Linked DNA regions of Bicyclus anynana: region 2 is linked to region 1. The links are chromatin contacts, called in public Hi-C maps. All regions are on one chromosome and are shown on one strand. The core of a region is the stretch at or near the end of the contact, and the rest is flanking DNA. Distances in the headings are between cores, read along the strand shown. Region 1 overlaps LOC112051399 (guanine nucleotide-binding protein G(I)/G(S)/G(T) subunit beta-1). Region 2 holds the start of LOC112051399 (guanine nucleotide-binding protein G(I)/G(S)/G(T) subunit beta-1).

What was found. Hi-C and Micro-C count contacts between places; a contact is called where the count stands out from the background.
Region 2: a Hi-C map of whole body shows a contact between it and region 1, with 2.1 times the contacts expected there. The contact joins the promoter of LOC112051399 here to the enhancer-like site in region 1. A contact is called at or near these places in 2 of 2 Hi-C or Micro-C datasets (whole body and whole larva).

What each region holds. Positions count from the first base shown.
Region 1 is chr25:9,877,825-9,880,364 of ilBicAnyn1.1, reverse strand. LOC112051399 (guanine nucleotide-binding protein G(I)/G(S)/G(T) subunit beta-1) reads left to right here. Exons shown (of 9, transcript XM_024090022.2): 4 at 1,073-1,243; 5 at 1,821-1,943. Among protein-coding and RNA genes, the nearest start is that of LOC128199490, 10 kb to the left of the region's middle. Within about 2 kb of position 1,269, at least 8 of the 8 cell types and tissues checked have open chromatin away from gene starts, as enhancers often do.
Region 2 is chr25:9,916,021-9,918,560 of ilBicAnyn1.1, reverse strand. It overlaps LOC112051399 (guanine nucleotide-binding protein G(I)/G(S)/G(T) subunit beta-1), which reads left to right and starts at 1,260. Exons shown (of 9, transcript XM_024090022.2): 1 at 1,260-1,495.

The DNA of each region.
Region 1 (2,540 bases), core at 20-2,519:
TCCACGCGGACGATTTTACTATATGTCTGTAGCACAAGTTAGCCCTCATTCGCACGAGAGTTTTTTTACCGGGCGTTAAAAAAGCGTTCAAATATAGTATGAAGTTAAATTAAGATCTATTTCCAACTCCCAAAATTTGGGAATGCATTTGTTGTATTTGAAAACTTCTTTAACGTCTCTTAAAAAAATTCTCGTGCGAATGAGAGCTGAAGGAGTTTTCTGTAAAAAGTTCAACTTTAAAACGTTCAACATTAAAAGATTGTTTGGAGACTAGAATATTTGCCCTCGCGAGGAAAATCAATACAAAACTGTACCTTTATAGAACTACTAAAATATGTATTCATAAAATTATGACTACCATTTTAGAACTCGATTGGTATTCGTTATGACGTACACCTGCCTCTTTACGTTCAAACACTTTTATTGTATTGTTTCCAATGCGTATATTGGAAAGCGCCATGGTGACTAACTTTCGCGTCTCTTTAAATAGTTTTCTATACTTACTTCATATTAGATTGATTTATCTTTTATCACAAGAAAGCCACTTTATTTATAAGTGTCACAGGCTACATTTTGTCGAACTACGCGGGTGAAACCCGCATTGGTCGCATTGGCCAATCTATACTTATTATAAAACGACTAGGCCCAGTTCTGTAAATGGAGGGCAGGGCGTTACACATAGGTAATCGATACTGAAGCTAAAAATATTATTATTTTTTGTCTGGGATCGTGTCTGTTTGTTTGTTTTTGTAAAATAATTAGTGGACTTAGTATTTTATATAAAACATGCGAAAATATAAATAGAAGGGGTGAAAATAAAATTCTCGTGAGATGTTTGTTACCAAAGTCCTTCGAAACGGTTGATTATTTTGCAATATTATGTGCATATAGGTAGGGGTTTGCTATTACTACATACATACATGCCATCACGCCTTATTCCCTTTGGGGTCTACGATCCTTGCATAACTCCCTTGCTTCTTCCATACACAAAAATCATTTCATTCTAGTTCGTCGGCTTAGTTTATTATAATACTAATTATAATATTGTACTAATTGTAGTATTTCGTCGTAGGAACCTGGTGTCCGCCAGTCAGGACGGCAAGCTGATCGTGTGGGACAGTCACACGACGAACAAGGTGCACGCTATCCCGCTGCGCTCGTCGTGGGTGATGACGTGCGCCTACGCGCCCTCCGGCTCGTACGTCGCGTGCGGCGGGCTCGACAACATCTGCTCCATCTATAGGTATGTGGGTCACACGACAAACTGATCGTGCGGGTCAGTCACACGACAAACTGATCGTGTGGGTCAGTCACGCGACAAACTGATCGTGTGGGTTGGTCATACGACGAACTGATCGTGTGGGTCAGACACGCGACAAACTGATCGTGTGGGTTGGTCATACGACGAACTGATCGTGTGGGTCAGTCACACAACAAACTGATAGTGTGGGACAGTCACACGACGAACTGATCGTGTGGGACAGTCACACGACGAACTGATCGTGAGGGACAGTCATACGACAAACTGATCGTGTGGGACGGTCACTTGATGAACTGATCGTGTGGGTCAGTCACACGACGAACTGATCGTTTGGGACAGTCACACGACTATCCGATCGTGTGGGACAGTCACACGACTATCCGATCGTGTGGGACAGTCACACGACTATCCGATCGTGTGGGACAGTCACACGACGAACTTATCGTTTGGGACAGAAGGTGTTCAACTCGTTGTGTAACCCTTTTACAAACTATATCTCCTCTTTACATCCTAATCTTTACAAAATAACCACTCACCATAATATTAATGACATCCACAGCTTGAAGACTCGCGAAGGCAACGTGCGCGTGTCCCGCGAGTTGCCCGGACACTCCGGCTACTTGTCCTGCTGCCGGTTCCTCGACGACAACCAGATTCTCACCAGCTCCGGGGATATGACCTGGTGAGTCCTCACAGAGGTGTACCTATACATCAGGGACATATTATTTAAACGGAAGAGGGGAGGTTAGGTTAGAGTGCGACACAAAAGATTAGAAAATACATGAGGGTGTTGTAGTCACTTATTTGTTCATAGGGCAACCCTGTTCTGTCATTGACTGCAACCACCTTGATACTTGATAATAATGATAATAATATATTTGGAAAATACTTACTACCTGGCCCTAAATTAATCATCATGTGTTATGGTTAATAAGATAGCTAATTTTATGATTGACATTAATTAAATTAAATTTATTGTAATTCGATTTTTGTTTCGAATAATGCAATATAGGTATCATACTCCTCCTAAGGACTCCTCAAGACGATTTCAAAATAATATATCATGGCCATATTAAAGAAACCTACAATTAGAGAGAGCCGTGATAGCCCAGTGGATATGACTTCTGCCTCCGATTCCGGAGGGTGTGGGTTCGAATCCGGTCCGGAGCATGCACCTCCAACTTTTCAGTTGTGTGCCTTTTAAGAAATAAAATATCACGTGTCTCAAACAGTGAAGGAAGACACCGTGAGGAAACCTGCATACCAGAGAATTTTCTCA
Region 2 (2,540 bases), core at 11-2,510, 38 kb before region 1:
GCAAGGCATTGTAAAACACCGGGATTACCAAGCCAATAGAAAAATAGTTGTGTTAACGTACCAATGACAAGCTTAGAATATTATCGATTGCAATTTTTTTACCAATCAGAAATTGGGTATTTTAAAAATTGCCATGCAAGAAATTTCCATTTTTTTTTGTTAATATTCGAACTTCGCTTCGCTATCTTGCTTTTTTAAATGGATTACTGATTAGCACTATGATCATATTTTATGTTTTACTAGCACTAGCAGACGCCTCTCGTTTTCTCCCACGTAATTCCGTTCCCGTGTGAATACGGGGATAAAAAATATCATAAGACACTAATAAGTAACGTGGTTTTCTATTGGTAAAAGAATTTTACCTCACAGACTATACCTTTATTTATTATAATAATTATATTATATATAATATTAGCTCAGCCTGCTTAGCCATGGTTCAACGGGCTCAACCACACCTTACCAAGTACAAAGATCCATCAAAGAGGATTTTGCATAATAAATAATGCAAGGAGGGTTACTAAAGCACGTGTACTTCTCAAACCTGTGAATAAAAAAAATCCTTATTATAACACAAATAATTTAAATAATCATAAACCATGGCTGTGGTCACGTGCGAATCTTTATAATCACTTACAGTCTGAAAACCATAGAATACCTGAAAACCCTATAGGGAAGTAGAAGTAGTATAGAAGTTAAAATTAATGGAATTAGATTAGATGACCAAGTGCCCATTTCCTTTAGCATTACTTATATTTAATTTTGAAATGACCTTTATTTAACTCATATAATCACTTATAATAATGGTACTTTATTATACTACTGTTAACTACTTTACTCCATCGATCTACTTTGTTTGTACCTATTATATTTTTTGTAGTCAACATTTCAGTGAAAATATTTCGTTATAGCAAGAAAATATTTAATTGAATCATTTAATTGTAATGATTGATTAAAATTTTAATTATTGGAATAAAACAAGAAGATTTTCATAAAATATTTTTTGTTTATGAAATATATTTAAATATTCCGCCGTAAGCTTTTCACGCCCAGTTTGACGTCACGCAACGGGGGTCTCATTTCAGCCTTACCGCACCCTATTCTATTTTATTCGAAACGACGTATGTATGCCTAACAATTTCTAAGTATGCTCTATGTCCATGACAGAGAGTATAGTTTTACATAACAGCAAATTTAGTTCCTTATTTTTTCATCAGAGAGCGCGGCCGGAGCTGTCCACAGTAGCGCAGAATCTACCAATCGCGAAGACGGGACTTTGACGCAATTTGCAAATGGCCGTGAAAAGGATTGAGCTCGAGGGTGTATGAAATACTAAATGGTGGAACGATCCGTGTTAAAAACTTGTGAATAATCTAGTTCAGTGTAGTGTTGTCAGAAAGATACAAAATGTGCCAAAAGGATAAGATCCAGTCTTAATGGTGGTTTAGGAAGCGCCTGAAAACCACAGAATCAATCGACGAGTTTTGCTGATTGTGGGGTAAAGTCCTTATTCTTTTCACTATCGTTAGTAGAATGTAGTTTTCCAATGCTCAATTTGACTGTAGTTTTGCTTAAAATAATGTATTTTTTGCATATGGGTGTGACACAGTTGAATATGGCACTTGTTCGAAATGGTCGCCGGTCGAATGTGTGGTAGATACACCCTACGATTGGATTTATTGTTTCTAGGATGAACTAATCAATTGAGCAGTTACGAAATACGCTATAGTGTAGTATCGGCAAGGGGCCTACTTTGCCGAAGGATATCCTGAATTTGTCAAAATGAGGCAGTGACTTGTTGAAAATCGGGTTTTACGTTCGGGAAATTGCACGGCCCCTACGGTGAGACATCGATTCATGCGTTGCCTTATCAATATATTATTGTCCCCCATGTTTTTGGGCGTTATTTGGTTGCTGTAAGGATTTTTTCAGTGAGATATTCGTTTTAATACATCAATACGCATGCAAATTTACTTTTTATGTATATTTTATTGCTATTACATTTCCTCGTTTACTTGTGTGGTGAATATTTCGTATCTAAATGTCTATGAACACATCTGCATGTGAATACTTGAAAGCATTATTTTCCTCGTAATATTGCAATATTGTTTATTGGATTTTGTTATTTCTCTAATAATACGCTCTGCGTTTATACTCACGTAATTCCCGTACCCGAAGGAATACCGGGATAAGATATACCCCTGTTACTTGCTGATAATGTACCTTTTTATTTGTTAAAAATGGTTAAAATCAGTCCAGTAGTTTCAGAGCCTATTCACTACAAATAAACAAACAAATCTTTATTATTTCCTCTTTTTAATGTTAGTATGTATAGAAGAGTATGAATTTTCATAAGTAGGTATATCACATATTTGCAAAATTCACATAGTGTTAAGTCATGATAGAATAAAAAATGACTGTCCCACATTTTCTTACAAGAAAACTAAATTTCATACAATTTATGTTTCATACTTGTAATTTTTTGTAGATTTATATCAACTAATTTAGCCTCACAGTTATACCAAACTTTGTTTTGCCTTACA